2 separate regions of the Rattus norvegicus genome follow, and region 1 is linked to region 2. Evidence: chromatin contacts called from public Hi-C data. All regions are on one chromosome and are shown on one strand. The core of a region is the stretch at or near the end of the contact, and the rest is flanking DNA. Distances in the headings are between cores, read along the strand shown.

Region 1 (5,193 bases), core at 393-2,892, 210 kb before region 2:
AAATCACCTTTTCCATGTTCTTAAAACATGTTTGTTGAATACAGTGAGTGCATGTGTGTATTTGTAACAACAGTTGAAGAAATAGAGGCCATGCATTTGACAGTGGAGCCATATATATGAAGAGTTGGAAGGAGAAAAGAAAAGGGACGGAATTACATTTTAATTAATGAAATTTTAAATTAGTTGATTTTGCTGTTCAGTTAACATTCTCACAAAGGTAATCATCACAGAGTTCCATTGATCACAAATTAACCACCTTACCCTGATTAATTATTATTATTATTATTATCATTATTATTATTATTTTAAAAGACAGAGCGGCCCAGGCTAGCCTCAAACTTACCATCTTCCTGAGTCCTGGGATTGTAAGGGTATGCCATGGCATGCAGTTTTCACTGAGTCTTAGTAACTTAGATGCTAGCAGGAGTCAGTTACCCTTCATTTGAAAGAATGCAAATGAAATCTTACTTTGGGAATAGCTAATTTTTACAAAATTCTATTATTGATTTTTAATTTAATTAATATATTTTTTAGTTAAAAAAACTCCCTTTTGCTTGGCCACGTCCCTCTGGGAACCCACAAAAGATCTAGAGCCATGGGCATATGACCACCAAGGCAATTTGTTCAATGGCGCAGAACTAGAACAAGAATAACAAATGCCTCCCTTGGTGAATGACTCAAATAAAGCCAGATTGTCCTTGGATTCAGTTTCATCCCTGGGCAGACAATAAATCATTCCACTGGCAGGGCATGGAATATGCCCCTTGGAACAGACTCCATGCGATTTAAGTTGCTTCTCTCCAGAGAATGGCTTTGGCAAGGCTTTCTCCACACACAGGTGAAAGGCAGTTTTCACATACAGAAAGCAAGCCCAGAAGTTTTTCCTGTAAAGAACCGTCACAGATGGCAGGTTATCCTGGAACCGAACAGCTAACACTCAACGGAGGAGACCAAGAGTGTGAGTCAAAGAGCCCTCTGAAAGTTTCTGGCCCAGACCCAATTACAAAGCAAATCTGTGGAACCACAGAACAAGAAAAGCACAAATGACATTTCCCAGAATGCACTGGTTTCCTACAGAAGGAGACTCGCATCTCTTGGAAGGAAAATTACACGACTCATGGTTTCGAGGACTATTGTGCGTTATCAGGATTTATTTTGTGGCTAAATACAATGGGACCCACTGCCCTGAGTGTGTTTCGATTGCAGGTCAAAATTGAGAAGCCTTCCTCCAGGTGAGCGGCTCCGGCGTGTAACACAACCCACAGGTGCATGTCGGCACATGGACGCACGCTCTGAGGACTCCGTGCCAGACTTTCATATCCAGCCTGGAGATTTTCCATTTTATATACAGAGAAAGAATTGTGACTTCGGTTAAAGACGAGGGCTGCTGAGGGCGTTAATTAGATCACCATCCCGAGCTGTGACCTGCTGACCTTTACTATCTTGGCTAAACGGGTGTGGCTCCGGCTGTTTCACAGCGCCTCCCTCCCTGCAAACTGAAATAGGAGCCTTCGTCTCATAATGTTGGACAAAGTTGATTTCTTTTTGCCCTCGAGGAGAGAGGCCTTTATTAGTCTCTGCTGACTGGAGTGAACTGACCTGCTTAAGGTCCGCTGGGACAGAGTGCCCAAACTGGAATCGCCACATTGGAACCTTTGGAACAAGTCCCAGGCACTGGCTGCAGAGGACGCAGAGGCTGTGTTTGGTGTCTCCTGTTTTGTGGCTCCAGTTAATCGACTCCAATCCACATGGTTGTTCGTTTGTTGGGTCACTCCCTGCAAACACATACCACACTACCACACACACACACACACACTCACACACACACACACACACACACACACACACACACACACACACGGCTATGCATTTTGAAATTTTTCCTGTGTGGGCTAGACGTTTGTTGCTACATCGATGGCATTTTTTGATCCTGTCAAATGTTAACAAAGGTTCACTTGACCAAAGTTACCGCAGGAAGCTGTGTCTGGCCTTGCAAAAGTTATACAGAGAAACTCCATTCCTGTGAGCCGGTCACTGACGATGTCTCACACTGGTCTGTGAACTATGATTGTATGAGGGTAGAGAGACTTTTCCCACAGAGAGGAGTGAAGTGCAGCATGCCTTTTCCTTTAGTATGAAGCTTTGAGGTTTTCAGTTTTTCATGCTCACCCATAAAACAAAGCAAAAAGGCAAAACTGTTTGGTTTCAACCTTGGGTCAAGGGACTGAGGCGTATGCTTTACATCAAAGCCTCCAGGTTCTCCCAGCATCCCTTAGTTCCTACCTGGCATACCCTGCCCCCAACCCTGAACTTTCCAGCCCAGGGGCTAAACTGTCTGTCCTTCAGAGCCTCTTCCCTATGTAATCCAGACTCTCCCCCCTCTCTCCTAACTCTACATGTACACTACCCTCCCACACACCCCCCACTCCCTTCCCATGGTAACCTCCCTGGCCTCCTTCCCTGGGGTCAGTGGACTCAACAAGAGCAGCTTCCCAATAAACCTGCATTTAATATAATCTAATCTGGCTTGCACTGACTCAGTTCACCAGCAGAGAAATAACTTATCAAAAATAAAACACAATTGTGGACTGGAGACTCAACTTAGCAAAGTCCTTGCCTAGAGCGCAAGCAGCCCTGGTTCAGTCTCTGATGCCACAAAAATCAGACGTGGTGGTGGCAAAATCCTATAATCTGCACAGTTTGCCTCCTCGGGTGGACCCCAGCTGCACTAGCCTGGCTGTCTGTCTTGCTCACACTGGGGACTGACTGCATTAGATGTCTCATTGGCTGCTGTGCGTAAGCAGCTCTCTCCCCAGAACCCTTAACATTTCCCTGACTCACCTTGCAAACGGCTAATCAAATTCTGCCTGTCCCAAGGGCTGCTTCAGAACCAACAACTGGAGACTGCCTGTGATGATGGAACTGTTTATAAACTATAATTACACTGTCTATAATAGCTATGTATAGTTTATATATAAGCTATACTATATATACTATAGGTAACCAATATATAGGTATATACTACCTATAACATGTTTTATAAGAACCCTAAAAACATTGCTCTCATGAAGCTCCCAGACTAAGGCTCCATATCCCCAGGAGGAAGAAAAGTTACAATTTGCAAGGTTTTAGGCAGAACAGAACAGTTCCTATGAAATTGCTGATATGTGGCCGTTTGACGTATACAAATATCAATTTCACGTGAGTTAAATCTAATCTGGGGTCGTTTTCACTGGGTGTGAGTTTCGGTCTAACAAGGCACCGCATTCTTGCCCAGTAGCGGAAGGACCCACATGTTTGGCAGCAGCTGGGGCTACGCTCAGAATCGCTCAGAATCCGAGATACCTGAAGGATAGGGGAAGTGGAGGAGCTTATGCTCCAAGCGTAAGTTTCAGAGTAGAATACATTGTTCACGTCATTCCCCAGGGAGCAGGACTTGGTCCTGTGGCTCCTGAAATGTCAGCTTTATGCCAGGCAGCTGTGCGTGCCGTATAAAGGACACTTTCACACCGACTTGGGGAAATGAGAAGACAGCCTTGGTGTCTCCTGAATCTGACAGTTTGCAAGTTCTTACTAAGGAGGAAGCACACTAGGAGGGAAAGGGGGGCTCCCAGTGAGCCCAGGGTCAAATGCTTTTATTCAGTTCTTAGGCTCAAAGGGAAGAATTGGAATCCTGAATGGGTTTTACACATTTGTGCTGTCCCTGAGGACAGGAAGGCCTCCTGCAGACTAGAGTTTAATTTCCTGATGTAACACCAGCATGGTGGTGGCTCTTGTCCTTTTAAGCACAGACCAGGAGGTTCTTAAGAATCATCCTATCCCTTCCCCATGCTGGTCCTCATTGGAGTGTATTTGACTCTTTTTTAAAAATATATACTGTGTGTGCATGCTTGCTTGCAGGCATGTGTTTGTGTGTGCATGAGTGTGTGTGTGTGCATGAATATGTATGTGTGTGGGTGTGCATAGACACCTCACCACACATCCTTCTGATGAGACCAGAGGTTGATGTTGCATATTTCCTGTCTCTCTCTCTATCAGCCCTCCGTATTCTTTGAGACAGAACTCCCACTGAACTTGAAATTCACTGTTTTTGGTAGATCAGCTCCTCCTGAGCCCCCAGGATCCGTCTGCCTTTGGGCCGACCAGAGTCATAGACATGTAGCACTATGCCCACCTTTTTGTGGGTCTAGCATTCTGAACTTAGACTCTCATGTTTGCTGAAATTATGTGCTTTCTTTTATGTTTTTGCTACTTTTCTTCATGTATGTCTTTTTAATTTACGTACATTTTGCTGTGCTAAAAATTATTGTGATAACTTAGCCAACGATGGCTTAATGTGGAGACTACATGAAAGCACTCTTAAACTAGGAGTCAGAAAATTCAAGACAAAACCAGGCAAAGTGTTTGTTGATGTTGTTGTTTAAAGCAAGTCACAAGTCACAAGAGAGACAATTCAATTGGCTACCCTGTGTAGAAAAACTTGAGAAAACAAAGAATCCAGAGAAAGTCACAGCAAATATATACTACTCTATTCATACCAAATTTGTTCCCCCCTTTATTTACCTTGAATTAGTTTCCATTTTTCTTTACTTCTATTATTGCTATTATTATTATTATTAATAGTAGTAATAGTAGTGTAGTAGTAGTAGTAGTGTAGTAGTAGTAGTAGTAGTAGTAGTAGTAGTGGTGGTGGTGGTGGTGGTGTAGTAGTAGTGGTGTAGTAGTAGTAGTAGTGTAGTAGTAGTAGTAGTAGTAGTAGTAGTAGTAGTAGTAGTAGTAGTGTGTAGGGGCACACAGGGGAATCTGTGAGGTATAACAAAGATGGGCACTTTCATGCTGTGGAGTATTTGTGTAGATTGGAAGACAACTGAGGGGTGGGCCCTCTCCTTCAATGGTAGATTCCAAAGACAGAACTCTGGTACTTGTAGGGAGTTTTTGCTATAACACTTTGGTTCCTGGCTGATCACAGCCACACACCCAACCAGGAGCTATCTTTGGATCCTCAAATTAAAGACACACACACACACACACACACACACACACACACAAGCTTATTTTTAAAATGTCTTGTCTACCTCAAAGGCTGGCACTTCTAAACCCTCCCCTGCTACCAATCTGAGAAGTGGCCAGTGACTACTTACCCAAAGTCTCACATTGCTGTTTGGCTTTCTCTCCTGCAGCTCCTGCGTCCAT
Region 2 (4,714 bases), core at 2,212-4,711:
ACTAGATAACAAGTAAGGAACCTAAGGTAGTAGTATTCTCTGCCACTCCTCTAAGACAAAGACAACTCCCCTCTTTCAAGACAACAGAAGCCACAGAGTTTTGGCCTGTGTCCTTCCTCCGTCTTTGCCCGTGAATATGGTATGAGGACAGTCTGAAGTTTTACAAAGCTCTGTAGACATTTTGCTGTCTCTCTTCTATTTGGGCTACAACTGATTAATTTGATTGACAGTCAATCTTGATGTCAGAACTACAGGGGATAGTAAAATGTGGTTTATTTACTTCACACAATTCCACGAGCTTCTTGTCATAAAATGTTTTAAAGCTAATAATAAATTAGTTTATTGCTAAACCTTGAACTCAGAGATGGCCTTGTCGGGGCTGGGTTCCGTGTGAAGAGACACATGGTCACAGGTGTCCTTCTGATAGTGCTCATCTGCTTGGGGCGGGTCAAGACCTTCTCAGTAACATCAATGTCCTTGTCGCCCACGAATAATGGTAGAATGTTTGTCTACCAAACCTTTCACCCACTGCAGGAGCTCAGGAGGAATAGGCTGTCAGCCAATACTCTGGACAAACTCCGTGGAGAATTCTCCTGATTGAATTCGGACCACGCCCTGCTTTTGCTGAAGCAGGATCAGAGATCTGCCTGCCGAGTGTATGGCTTCCCAGAAGATTAAGAAATACGTTTGATGTGGCTATGGAAAGAGGACAGGGTAATTCTTGAGGTCTGATGGGGAGAGGAGGGTTCCAAGCGCAATGTTGGGGTTTGGCAAAACTCAAAAACATCATGCCAAGACCTTTTGCCTTCACTTTTAAGTGCTGACCCAAAAAAAGTTTACTGAGATCTACTACTCCACAACATTGTACTTGGGACAAGAGACAAGATAAGGGACAAGACTGAGAAGGCCTTAACACTTACCCCAATCCTCCTCCTCCACTCTTGCAACAGGAGATTTTAACTTGCACAGTTGTTTGAGTAATGACACTGGGAAGCCAGCAACACAGAAAGAACAATTTTAATACATCCCCTGTGAAGACGTGTCACGTGACGAGGACACATATGACACAGGACCACATCGTTCATGGTTGGATGAACACTGGTGTCATGTGTTAAAGGGGTTGGGTTGGGGCAAGGGTATCATTGTGCTGAGTCTGTTAGTTTACATATGGCAGATGAGCTACTTCTAAGAATTCACTAGTCTTGGGGAAGGCAGTTTCTCCCCGAAAAGCAAATATTTTAAGACAGCAAATTATCAGAAAATTTAAAAACAGTAATTACAGCTAGGTGTGACAGTCTGCACCTATGATCCCAGCACAGGGGAAGCTGAGGCAATAAATTCTATTGTGTGTTTCAATATAGCCTGGGCTATACAGGGAGACCATACCTCAGAATGAATGAATAAACATTGTAGCCACTGTAGTATAGGTAACAGAACCTACTCTGAGCATTGAAATCAAAAGTATTTTGTATACTTTTATGTACGTTGTATGCAAAAGACTTAGTATATGGGTGGAGTGCTTACACACCGTTGAAGCGGTAAACAGAAATAGAGAAGCTACTGGGATTGGTACCCTTACCTGGGCTGCGGACTGGCTATGCGAAGCTGTTTCTCTCCACTGGTTGTCTCCAGCACTTGTGCAGCCATGGTTACCAGCAAGAGGACTTTACACATTCTCTTGAAAGTTTTAAAAACAGAGAAAGGAGTGGGTAGCTAGGGCCACAGACTCCTGTGCACTAGAGAGCATGGGACGTGTATTAAGACGTAGGGCTGAGCTTTTTCCCCTGAGAGCCTCCTTGAATGCACAGTCAAGGCTCCTGTCCTTTGCACGGCCTTTCTCCAACCCACTGACTAATCCCTTCCTCAGTGGGTGTTCCAATAGCAGAAGAGGTTGTTTTTATTATGTTGCCTGTCAGACTTCTCCAAGGCTTGCTGGGAAGCTGCACAGGACCATTTCATGCCATGCAGTCGGTACATAAGTGACTGCTGAATGGATGGGTGAGGCTGGGCCTCTGATCACAGACCCTGGGAGACACAGAAGGGGCCTAGTAGAGAGGCACCAAATAGATGAACCTTCTTTTCATCAAGACTGAGATTTTGGATGGTTATCAGTGAATCTTCTCTCTGGTACTGCAAATTATCTAACAAGGGGAGCCTGAATGGGGAGTTGGAAGCAGGAAACAATATAATTACTGTCTCAACCTTCACTCAGAGAGACTAGTTTCCAGTATGGTCAATAGTAATCCAGTTTTAGCTGAGTGTGGTAGTGTAGGCTTGTAATCTGCTAAGTCACTCGCGCCTGAGAAAGGCCAAGAGTTTGGGAAACAGTGTATCAGTGAAGGAAGTCATGGCAGGAGCTGGTGCAGAGGCCATGGAGGGGTGCTGCTTACTGGCTTGCTCTCCATGGCTTGCTCAGACTGCCTTCTTATAGTACCCAGGACCACCAGCCCAGGCATGGCACCTCCCATAGCAAACATCAGTTCCTTCCCACATCAATCGCTGGTTAAGATAATGCGTCACAGGCTTGTCCACAAGCCAATCTGGTATTTCCTCAGCTGATGCTCCCTTTTCTAAAATGAGAAGGGGCAGTTGCCAAGCCTCTGTTCTCACCATGGCTTGTCTCCAGTGGTAGCAAAGGTGATAACACCGCTCCCCGGCGAGACTGTACCCACTTGGCAGCCACAGTAGACATAGTCTCCCTCTCAATACAGCCAGCACACTCTTTCCAGATTTTAACGACTCAGCCCAGTGTGGTCCCACCTATCCACTACACAAATCCCAAAGAAGAAATCGTCCACCTTCTATTAACACATGCTGTGTCTACTCCCAAACCCAGAGGCCGGTCTATGCCACCAAAGCCCACTGGCTAGCTGTGTTAGAATGAAAGAAAATCAAGGTAATAGAGCAGAAAGAGGAAGGTGAGGGGTTGGGGATTTAGCTCAGTGGTAAAGCGCTTGCCTAGCAAGCGTAAGGCCCTGGGTTCGGTCCCCAGCTCTGAAAAAAAAGAAAAAGAAAAAAAAAAAGAAAGAGGAAGGTGGGTGGGTGCTGGGCAGTCAGAATGACTGACAGATGTGTACGTAGCAGGCACTATGGTAGCCCAACAGCAAACCTGCAGCCATTCCCACTTGCTCCATAAGCCAGCTGCCTAAGGGAATTGGTACAGAAGGGAAGAGAAAATGATATTTGTTTCTTGTCTGGTGAAGGATTGGAGAGAGAAAGGGAAAACCCATGACTTAGAGATCTTGAGTGGCAGAGAAGAATGAGAAGGAAGGGGGCTGATGCCGGGATGTAAATGTAATGAACAATAGAGACAATTAAAGAGGAAGTGCTTCCCCTCGTTTGTCAGCAGCGCCTGTGAGGAACAAGAGCAGTCCCTTCCCTTGAGCCTCAGCTGCTCACTGCCTTTCCAGCCACCTCCTAGGGAAGAATGAAGCCCTAACAACCAGCATGGGGTCAGGGCTGGCCTCCACCCAAGCCTGAACAGTACCCCCATTGAGGGACCTCAGGGGCAATCCTGGTTGCCTCTCCCTTCTCCCACTCCCCTCAATGGGCCGTTTGTGGGATTAACAAGGACTGGGAGACACATTGCCCATCTCCTCCGAGGCCCCAACAGCTGCAGGATTCCTCAGGAACTCCTCGGGGCCCTGCACATCCTTGCAAAGACACGAATGGGAGGGCTGCCGGATTCTGAAAGGGGTCTCCAGGGGCCCGCTAGATGAGAGGGGGAAAACAGTCCTCCTTCATTCCGGGCTTTTTCCTCCATCTCCTGAAGTAGCCACTCTTCATCCTAAGAGCATTCGGTTTCCTGTCTTCTCCCAGCTCAGACACACCGCGTGCGGCCCTTCTCGATAGCTGAGTCAAGAGAGAGGAGGGATTAATCTTTCTCAAACGCTGAGGTCACAGCTAGACATCCATGGCCAAATATTCATCTTTATTTTCTGCTTCTCCTGCTGAAATAAAATGGAACCAGAAAGGGCCCGCGTGCCCACTTACCCAGAAGAACAACAGGCAGGGTTGTACCATTTCTCCTGTGCTCTGTAAAGATAATTCCTTGTCACCCACAAGAACCAGACCAAAGCAGTTTCCAGTGTAGACGCAGGTGAGCACGAACCATCCCTGACTTTTGGCTTCCATGGCATACAAAGATTTTTTTTTCGTGTGTGTTTTCATTCGAAAGATGCAAGCTAATCCCCTGCCTCTGTCTTTCCTTAAGACCTTGTTGCAGATGGAATCCATGAGAGACAGTACAGTCGAGAGAGATAAAAGTGCGTCTACCTGTAGGGCTGAGGACATCGAAGGTGGCTCAGTTAACAGTGTGCTTGCCATAAATGTGGGCCTGCCCTTCACCCCCAGTGGCTACATCCAGTCTGAGTGACAGCACATGCCTCCAATCCCAGCACTGGGGAGGTGGAGACAAGCCGATCTCAGCAGTTCACTGGGCTAAATAGCCTGGTGAGTTCCAGGTTCAGAGAGAGACTTTGTCTCAAGAAGTAAGGAAGAGGGGGGGAAAGTGACTGAGGAAGACCCCAGACATCAACTCTGTCCACATGCACACGCACACACACACACACACACACACACACACACATGAGTACAAACCAAACACACACTGGCCATGTGCACACACACTAGTGTATATATACACCTATGTACACACACATGTACACACATACACATTTATTGGTAAAAGATAATTATTGAAGCATAACAGCGC

The links. Hi-C and Micro-C count contacts between places; a contact is called where the count stands out from the background.
Region 1: a Hi-C map of Schwann cells shows a contact between it and region 2, with 4 times the contacts expected there. The contact joins two enhancer-like sites. A contact is called at or near these places in 1 of 12 Hi-C or Micro-C datasets (Schwann cells) and 1 of 1 datasets of contacts at active chromatin or transcription factors (oligodendrocytes).

Annotation. Positions count from the first base shown.
Region 1 is chr2:45,478,245-45,483,437 of GRCr8, reverse strand. No RefSeq gene overlaps it. Among named protein-coding and RNA genes, the nearest start is that of Ankrd55, 170 kb to the left of the region's middle. Within about 2 kb of position 1,642, at least 7 of the 93 cell types and tissues checked have an H3K27ac peak or open chromatin away from gene starts, as enhancers often do. A contact at or near this core is called in Schwann cells, where this site is marked.
Region 2 is chr2:45,274,423-45,279,136 of GRCr8, reverse strand. It overlaps LOC134485837 (a long non-coding RNA gene), which reads right to left. Exons shown (of 2, transcript XR_010064080.1): 2 at 1-4,714. Among named protein-coding and RNA genes, the nearest start is that of Map3k1, 130 kb to the right of the region's middle. Within about 2 kb of position 3,461, at least 19 of the 93 cell types and tissues checked have an H3K27ac peak or open chromatin away from gene starts, as enhancers often do. A contact at or near this core is called in Schwann cells, where this site is marked.